Linked DNA regions of Mus musculus: region 2 is linked to region 1. A link is a contact called in public Hi-C data. All regions are on one chromosome and are shown on one strand. The core of a region is the stretch at or near the end of the contact, and the rest is flanking DNA. Distances in the headings are between cores, read along the strand shown. Region 1 has its middle 31 kb from the start of Il1r2. Region 2 has its middle 55 kb from the start of Il1rl2.

Region 1 (4,888 bases), core at 993-3,492:
AGACACCACAGCCACTGTCTAGTCACGTCTGCTGATAAAACAGTGCCATACTGAGCGAGATACATTGTGGAGACAGGATGCACCCCCAGACAGCACTACTCTGCCACACTGTGAATGGACGACTGCCAACCGCTGAGCCAACCCAGAGGTGATGAAGCACCCAGATGTCCCATGAAATCACAAGAGATCATCAAAATCTTTATTTTGAGTCATTTGGTTTCAAAATCATTCATTCCCCAGCAATAGATATAGGGGAATTACATGACCTAGTAAATAAAAGTCTTGACTCAAGAACGCTGCAAAGAAAAAACACCCATGATGACAGAGAGGCCCTTGCCTCAGACTGCAGGGCCCAATGGAGACTGTGTAGCTGTGGTTAAGATAGGAATCATGCACAAACAGTCCCGCACTATGAACATATGTGCCTTGGCTTACCATTGGATTGCCATAAAGCCCATTGTATGGCAAGTTGGAAAAGTTATAAGTCTATGTGATTAAGGCACCCTATGGATTAAAATGCACCAATCCGACACAGGGTTAGGACCGCTCATGGAGGCAGATAGGAGAAGTTTGCGCACACTCCACATCGCTGCCAGGCTGGGCGTCAGGCTGTGAGAAGCAACAGGGGTGGGGAAGCGCAGTCTGAGATGCCCAAGGAACTACCAAAGTTGGCTCAGACTCTTGGGCACCACATACGTCTCTGGGTGCCACGGAAGAGCGGGTTCTGGAGTCCCCGGGGCCGCATGGAGGGATGGCAGGTTCTCACTCTCGGACACCGCAGACATCTCTGGATGTAGCGGAAGAGCTGAGAATGAGCAGGGGGAGCCACAGGCTGACTCTAGCCCGGGGTCGAAGGAAAAAGGGCAGAAGGAGAGCTCCCGGCTGGTTCTCTCGGGGATGAGAGTCCTTGGTTTGTTCAGGCAGGAGGCTTGGCTTGGTGGAGACCATGTCTGGGAGCACAGGGAGGCCTCCCACAGGAGATTAGATGCGCGTCTCTTTAAGAGGAAGACCTGCTCCACTGCTCCAGCACAGCAGGTTTCGGTGAGAAGAGGAAGTCCATGGCTTTAAGGCCTTTATTGTAGAAAGGCAGAGAGAGGGAGAGAGTAGAGAAGTAGGGGTCGGTCATGGCCATGTAGAGAGAGGGAAGAAGGAAATGCCGGGGTGGGGGGGTAGCAAGAGGGCAAGAGAGAAAGGCAAGAGTAGAGAGTAAGAGTAAGAGTAAGAGAGGGAGGAGGGGGGCAAACAGCCCCTTTTATAGTGGGCCATGCCTACCTGGCTATTGCCAGGTGACTGTGGGGGTGGAGTTCAGACAGAATACAGGGGTACATGATTGATGGCCACAGAATTATGGAGCTGGGCCTTGTATCAGGAGCCTGGTGTCTGAGACCGTGGCAGACTTCCTTCCGTTCCTTGCGGAGTTATCTACTGGGTCTCCAGGATTTTAACCTAGCTCAACCAGAAAACAGGCTGCCTTTCACGGTCCTACAGTACCCAGCATCCTGATCCCCACAGGGTAGCAACTCAGCTAGCTCAGGTTCTCTCCTATTCACTCTGGAGTCTACAGCGCTGGCTTGGAGTTGAAGCTCACTGCTCGTATTCAGCATCATGAGAGAGGCTGTGAAGTAAGCTTGGGATATAACCAACCAGGGTCACAAAATGAAGCTCTCCGGAAGGCAAATGGATCCCATAAGTTATGGACTACAGAGAAAAGATCAAAGTTTCTGTCCAGTGAATAACATTTTCAACCCACAATAAAGTTGACAGTTGTGGGTTGATTTCATCAGAAGTCAGGGACCATCTGTACCACTCTGCTTCACAATGGCACCCTGGTGAGAGGACGGGGCTTGAGGTTCCACGTGGAGGGTTGTAAAGGCTCTAGTGTGATGGTTAACCTGGTGTCCAGCGGTGGGAATGGCCATGACACACCAATCAGCTGCTTTAACACTATCTCTGGCAGTGTCCAGAGGGAGCTTCCTAGAGATCAGCCTTTGGGAGGCTGAGAAAAGATCCTAGTGTGGCTGTACATACACAAACCTGCAGAATGGACTGACTGGGATGGGTGACAAACCCTGCTGGTTGCTGGGTTGGTGCATGGAGCTCTCTGGTTCTCAGGCCTTTAGACTTGGGCTGGAATCTATACCATGAGCCTTTTAACTTGGGGGGGGGGAGCATATCCTACACCAGCAGGAGTTTCTGGGTCTAAAGCTTGCAAACAGGATGTCATGGATGGCTCAGCTTCTATAAAAATGAGTCAGCTCTTCATCATAAATCTTTCTTTATACAGATATGAATGTAGACTTGAGAGATGCAGTAGAGAAGAGAGGGGGAGGAGAGAGATTCTCGTAGATCTGTCTCTGCTGAGAAGTTCAACCAGCTTGTCCATGATCTATTTTCTCTCAGACTCTGTCTGGCATTACCAGGAAACTCAAGTGCACAAATGTCACCTAGTCCACCCAATAAGCAGCTCTCTCCACTCTGGCCGGCCCTACCTTCATCTTCAAATAAATATACCCATCAGACCAAGAGGCTCATGGGAAGTGAAGTGTGAAGTCCATACTCAGAGGACAGACCTAGGGAAGATTACAGGCCTAGGAGAAGAGTAGAGGTGGCATGACCCAAAGTTTGGGGTGCTGGTGCTGGGTTGCAGCCTAGAAAGAAGGATACGGGACATGGCTGGCCTGACTTCTTCACCTGAAGATTCCTTGCCTTGTGAGGAGGCTCTTGGGAGCAAAGGGTGGCAGGTCTAGGGAGAGCCTCCTCTTGCCACAGTCTGAGGCTGACACTGAAGGCTGCAATAGGCCTGGAAAAGCTGAGCAGCAGAAGAAAGCAACAGAGCATAGGTTTATTCTCTCTTAGCTCTTGACCATGGATGTGATATGACTAACTGCTTAAGTTCCGGCCTTGACTTCTCCAAAACGATGGACTGTAACCTAGAATGGTAAGTAAAATAAATCCTTGCTCTGCTCAGTTGTTTTTGTCAGGATATGAATCATAGCAACACAATTATACTCTGAAAATCTTCTGCCAAGTGAAAGAAGCCAGACATGCAGAGGCCCCTAGTGGGACAAGAATTAAAAATCCACGAGCTGTCTGTATTTGGCAAATCTACAGGGACATCAAGTAAATTAGTAGTTGGGTAGAGCCGAAGGTTTGAAATAAGCAAAGAGTGAAGAACAGGGAATTCTAAAATATGTACACATTGTGGGCAGCCACCCTACTGAACGACTTAACATATGAATCACCTCATGTTACTTGCCTGTGGCTCCTGGTGAGAACACTTGAGAACACTTCATTTTCTCTCTGTTTTCAAAGACACCATACATTGTTGTTAGCCATGGTCACTTTGTATACAGAAGACATATCATTCCTTCTAACTAGAGGAATACCCTAACTGAAGTTGATGCTTTTAAGATTGTAGCAACACCTCTCCATGTGATTACCCCAGTCCCAGTAGCCATAGCTCTCTTCTACTTTAACATTTGTACTGTACGCCAGGCGGTGGTGGCACATGCCTTTAATCCCAGCACTTGGGAAGCAGAGGCCAGCCTGGTCTACATAGTGAAGTCCAGGACAGCCAAGGCTACACAGAGAAACCCTGTCTCAAAAAACATTTGTACTGTATTACTTGGTAGGGGTGTATGTGTGTGGGGGTGTGTATGTATGTGCCCATGACACCCATTCAGAGGCCAGAGGAAGATACTGAGTATCTTCCACTGTCACCTGGTCACCTGCCTCCTTGTCCTCCTGTACACTGGTTACTTTTCTATTGATGTGATGGAACCCTGTAACCAAGGCAACTAGGAGAAGGGTTTATGATCCCAAAGGGATAAAGAGGTCACTGCGGGCTAAGTGTGACAGGCGGTGGCGGAAACAGGAAACTCGAAGCTCACGTCCACAAATACAAGCACAAAGCAGAGAGGGCACATTGGAAATGGCTCAAGGCTTTAACCTCCTAACCTTGGAGCCCTCTCCAGCAGTGACAACCTTCCTCCAGCAAGGCCACGCCTCTTTAACCTCAGCAAATAGCACCTACTACTGCCAATCAAGTGTTCAAAGGCCTGAGATGATGGAGATCATTCTCATTCGAACCACTGTACCTAGAGAGGTTTCTCACTTGCCTTACCTCAAGCTCCCGGGAGCCAGATGTCTCTGCCCTTCCCCAGCCCCCTTGCTGGGGTGTCCCCACACCCAGCTTTCATGTGGGAGCTGGAGATTCAAACCCCAGTCTTTATACTTGCATAGAGCACTTTTACCCACCCACGGAGCCATATCCCTGGCCCCTCTACTTTGCTCCTACCAGTTTATGTGACGTTGTTTGCACCTGGCTTATTTTATTTAACAGAACATCTTCCAGGTCTAACCATACCGTCACAAATATATTCGCTACCGTTCATTCACAGATGGATATTTGTTGATTTCATGCTTTGGTATGTTTTTCAACAGTCATTGCCATATTGATTTCCAAAAAAGGGCAACATATACTATCCATAATTCCAATAGTATAGGAGGACTTTCCCAAAATTCCTCTCAATAAAAGGGTATCTTCATCTTAATTTTTATAAGTTGAATATTCTAATTTGCAGCTCCGTAACTGTGAATGGTTTTTTTTTATAGTTGTCTATATCTTTGCAGACTTTTAAGTTGGTTTTGTGAATATGGGTTACTTATTTATTAAATTGACTAACTTTTCTAGATGTTTTGGTTTTTTTCTTTAAATTTTTTGAGTTTTAGCAGTATTTCCATATGCATTAAAAACATCCCCTTCCATGTGATCATTACCCCTTGGTTTCTGCTATGGCTTGTTCATGTGTCAGACAAAGGCCTCTGGGGTAGGACTGAGACCTAAGGGCCTTGGCCTGTGGGGTCAGAGGAGCTGTTTGCAGATGGA
Region 2 (4,888 bases), core at 928-3,427, 330 kb before region 1:
AGGGATGTACCCCACATATGCAAACCTCTGGACTGTTGTCCTCTGTCATTTCCTTGTCTCCTGTAATCCCAAACCCAGTGATCTGTGCCTCTGGTGTAGAACCATGAAGAGTCTGAGTCTAGGCTGCATTTCCTAGTGAGGCTGCAGATGTTCTGTGCTACATGAAGCATCTGCATCATACCTCCTGTGCCTCCGTTCACACTGGATGGCTCATGGCCATCGACAACCCTTTCAGAGTATCTGGCTCTCTCTCCCTGGCCTCTGCAGGCACTTGCACATGGGTGGTGTATCTAGAGACAAGCAGACACACTTACAGACCCATAAATAAATATTTTAAAAAGTCGCTTCTGTGTTATTTCATATCTTAAATCAACTGCACTTATAGCAACCTAACTTAATGCGACTTTTTTTTTTTTTACAAATATCTTGTTCGAGTGGAAAACCATATACAATGGCTACATAGAAAGATGAATATTGTACCAAAATCTATTCCTGCGTGTATTAAGTCAGAATGAAATTAACTACGGGGTGGGGGTCGGGGGAGCCTCCCAGCCCTATCTCCGGAGACCGAGCTGGGAGGGGCAGTGGACACAGGCACCTAACTCCTATACCATGGCTACCTCAAATCTTCTGACCATTCCCATGTGAAGGGTGGGGGCCCAAAGATAACATCAACGTTGTGCTGCCTCTTGTCCCAGATTTTCAACAGGGCTGAAATGGAAGCTCTAGCTGAGGTAGGTCGATGGCCTTCCATAAGAACAGAGCCCACCCAATGATGGCCACCAGCTTCATAGGCCAACGGCCAATCATAACTCATCTGAGGAGACCGAGGGTTTTCCTTCACCGCTGTTTAATTCGAGAAAGAACATCTCTTCCTCACCCAACCAGGCAAATGAGGAAGAAGGATGCTAAGAGAAATTTTCCTAGAACTGAGTGTCAGGAAGAACGAGGAACTGGGTAACCCTGCCTTGATTCAGCTCATCTGGCCAGTTTCAGACACTGTGCCTCCAAAATAGACAACAATGAGCTACAAAAAAAAAGGGTTGCTGTCTGGTGGCAGACACGGGCATAGGCGATTGCTCATCCCTGAGAGGGGCAGGGTGCTTCCTGGAGGCCTGGAGATGCACATAGGCTGCTGCTCATACCTGGGCGTAAAATCTTCTAGTTTCTGAAAGAGGATGGAAAAGGATCTTGAGCAGACTGGTGTATCTGAGACCACTGCAGGAAGCTGGGTCAGGAACTTCCGGTACGCAGAACCTCGGGGACCGCAGAATGCTGCGCTGATGCAGTTAAAGAGAAAGAACGTCAGGGTTAAGGAGCAAGGCCAGAGACACTGGGGAAGGTAAATAAGAGGGCTCACAGCTGGGTATGAGCCAGCCAAGCTAACTAGTGAAGAGAAAGCACGGGATTCTGAGAAAACAGCAAAGTTGGTTCAGGCTGCCTCCTAGAAAGCCCGTTGCCCTAGCAAACATCTCAGCTCTCCTTGCTGTTACATCTTTACGCATCGAATTTTATCCAGTGAACCTACTTGTAACAGACTGAATGGTGAAAAAAGATTGAACCTAAGAAAACCTCTTTCTGTTCCAAGGGGGATACCACCCCGAGACCACCTCAGAGGTGGGAAAGGGAAGAGAGACAGTTGAATAAAAATTATGAGTCCAGATCCTAGAGGTAGCTGCTTGGCACAACCGCGGTTTGGCGCACTCTCCATTCTGGAAGGTGAATCTCCACTTTCTTGACTGTTCAAAAGAACTCTTGACTACTGGCTCGCTCTACCTGTACCCTAAAAATGTTTCTCTCTGGAGAACACAGTTAGGATCGGAGGTGTTTCCTCTGTAACCATGGGAGGCTTACCCACAGCATGTCAAACTAAGCATAGATACATTTCTCACAGGACCACCTCAGTCAGAGCTCTGGGCAGATTCCAATTTGTCAAAGGGCATGAAGGTGTTACCAAAATCCACGTGATATCCTTGGCAGTGAACCAGAGCCGCAGCTAAGAGTATCTGAGAGACAGGGCTGACACCATGTGCGGTGAGGCTCCACTCTGCATCCTGTAGGTCATGATTTTCACAGTTCAGTAAGACTAATGATTCTTCCACTGCCTCCAGCAATGTGCATAGCCCCTTCCAGTATTATATAAGCTAACCTTCTAGTTCTAAACAGATTCTACTCAGAAGGAAAAGCACGAGGGTGCCCCCTGCAGGACAGAAGAAACAACCCTGTGCAATGTGGAAAGGTTGTGTTTGGAATCCACCAGCTGCACTTTTGCTGGGGTTTTAAAGCGTCGGATTTGGCACTGACATTAAACTTGTACATAACCCCAAACTGAGATGCAAATTTACAACATGGCTGATGCCCACAAGAACTTCGGGGGCAGAGGTCGTGACACTTGTGCTCCACTACCTAATTTTTATCCTTGGCAACGCAGGAGCCCCAGCCCTGGGTAAACCAACAACAACCTGTGCCACAGGTGTCCAGGGACCCCAACATACTCCCTGTGCTCCCTCTCAACCCTATTTCACCAGGTGACATTGTTCTTAACACCAAGGGGGAGACTCACTCAAAAAGGTTTAGCATCCCTGCAAAGGAACACTTTAGCTGAAGCCAACAGCTCGCCGGAAAACACAATGTGGCCCATAGTGCAGATCTTTCCCATGCTCATCGTTCATGGGTTAGGGAGTCAGACCACCACTGGGCCCCTCTACCAAAACCACAGAGGTGCTGCTGGCCCTGACAGAGGGAGGCCACATTTGAATCAGCCAATCGGTGACCGCTGTTGTTTTTGGAGCTCCTGCCTGATCCATTGTACCTACCAGTAAACATCAGATACCATAATTGCTGGTGCCAATTGCTGTAAAAATAATATTAGTGTAGTCGGGCTAATAATTATTACAGTTACAGGCTGAGTCACTAGTCTTTTTTAAAAAGTGTACAACGTGCTCTCAAATAGACAGCATTTTTCCACAGACACAACATTACCTCTGACAGAAAAGCCAGCCTGCCCTCGTGCAATGTGAAATCAGAAAGAACTGAACACGGACACTAAATTACCTGGAGGTTGCGTGTATGAAGCATATCAAATGTAAATAAAAATCGTTATCAGACTTGGTGGGACCCAGCCCCAAGGTATCTCATTATGCATATTTAAGTAGTTCAAGGCCCACCCCCCAAAGATCAGAAGGCTTGAATAGATATGGTCCCAAGTGTCTTACACAAAGACTACCTCATCTGTGACAGCAACATGCGGGACTTCATGGAGGCCTCACTAGCACATTTTCTTACAAGGAATCGTGACTGTGGTATGCTTTAACATAGGCAGTGTGGTTTGCCTGAGGAGGAATCCAGCTCATCTTAGAAGCAGTGACCCACCTGCACAATCCAGACTAAGGGGAAGAAGCACATTCTTAGCCTGAAGTTCGAGAACCTTCTAAAAGTGGTGCCCTGCGAAGGACTCCGTTGCCCTAGGAGAAGCGTCATTCTTAATATCGCCACTAGAGGGTGCCACAGCGCCACGGGGAAATGCCAAATGGAGTCTTTGCTCTACTTTGGCAAATTAAGGCATGATTTTCTCCCTAGTCTCCTGGCTTTTTCTTTCTCAGGGCTCTTTGCCCACAAACTGCTTTCTTTTCTTCTTGATGTCATCCTTTTACAGGGGCAGGAAATTATGGTCACTGTAAACGAAGTTATCAGGTAACTAAAAGGTTAACAAATAACAAAAGTAGATGTGGTTCATTAAAGCAAAGTTTCTAAAACAAAATAAACAGAGGTCTCAGATCCTATGTTTTTAGGTCTTGCATTTGTATGGATATACTGAGTTCAAAATAAAATGTGTATTTCCCCCATGCATTTTGTACCAGCTTACAAACTGCTCTTTTCCATGGTCCTCATGGGTGGTTGATGCTGGTGTGTTGGCTCAAACTCGGAGTCTAGCCTCTGCACACCATCTTGCTTGTGGGATTAGTTAAGAGAGAATGCAAGTACTGCCCATGGCCAGAAGTAGCCGTACAACTTTTGAAGAATCACCCCAATTCCTAAGCGGCTTCATTTTTATTTTCTTCAGAATGATATTAATTATAATGCTGATGAAGGGGTTAAATCTTTTTTATCTTTTTATTCATTTTCCTAATTTAATAATTTTATATTCAGTTATAATTACATCTTTTCCCTTTACCTTGATCCCTCTGACCCATTCCTTATATGTCATCTCTTTATTCTCTCTCAAACTCATGTCTTTTTTGCTTCTTTTTACATACTGTGAAGACCAGGCAGAAAGAATGTTTAAGAGTCAGCCTCTCAGGGACTTTACTATAAGATTGCATTTTCTAGAAATCATTTTAAAAGCCCACTGGAGCTTATAAGTACAGCGAGTACAAAGATTCAAAAGTCTGTTGTTTTCCTATGCACCATTAAAAATAAATATAATTCAAAATGCCATGTATCAGTTTTTGAATATCAGCTGACATCTATCAAATGCACATAAAATATGCACAGCAAATACGTTAATTATTTCTCAATAAAACTAGAATGGCATAAGTGAGAAAGACAACATTCATTATTAAATGGAAATCCTAAAATTTAAAGATACCGATTCTTTCCCATTTATAGATTTCGTCCAATTCAGAGCTTAATTCTAGCAAAATATTGATATATTTATTCCATATTTTACAGGGAAAGATAATACTAGCCAAGAGAATTTGTAATTTCACAGCTTGGGATCTAGCCTGAGGACCTGAACATGCTAGGCCAATGCTGGGATTCTAAGATCTGTCTCTAGTCCCAAAAGTCTATGTTAGCATCTCTTGGATTCCATAAAAAGAGAGGTTATTTTGATCCATAATTCCAGATGTTCATATAAAACATGCCATTAATATCTCTGGAAAAACAT

Evidence for each region. Hi-C and Micro-C count contacts between places; a contact is called where the count stands out from the background.
Region 2: a Hi-C map of Th1 cells shows a contact between it and region 1, with 2.6 times the contacts expected there. The contact joins two enhancer-like sites. A contact is called at or near these places in 2 of 15 datasets of contacts at CTCF or cohesin (embryonic stem cells and stem cell-derived epiblast-like cells), 2 of 484 Hi-C or Micro-C datasets (Th1 cells and bone marrow-derived macrophages), 2 of 115 datasets of contacts at active chromatin or transcription factors (CD8 T cells and Th17 cells) and 1 of 9 other capture datasets (embryonic stem cells).

Annotation. Positions count from the first base shown.
Region 1 is chr1:40,051,420-40,056,307 of GRCm38.p6, reverse strand. No RefSeq gene overlaps it. Among named protein-coding and RNA genes, the nearest start is that of Il1r2, 31 kb to the left of the region's middle. Within about 2 kb of position 2,242, at least 22 of the 459 cell types and tissues checked have an H3K27ac peak or open chromatin away from gene starts, as enhancers often do. A contact at or near this core is called in CD8 T cells, Th1 cells and Th17 cells, where this site is marked.
Region 2 is chr1:40,377,565-40,382,452 of GRCm38.p6, reverse strand. No RefSeq gene overlaps it. Among named protein-coding and RNA genes, the nearest start is that of Il1rl2, 55 kb to the right of the region's middle. Within about 2 kb of position 2,177, at least 37 of the 459 cell types and tissues checked have an H3K27ac peak or open chromatin away from gene starts, as enhancers often do. A contact at or near this core is called in CD8 T cells, Th1 cells and Th17 cells, where this site is marked.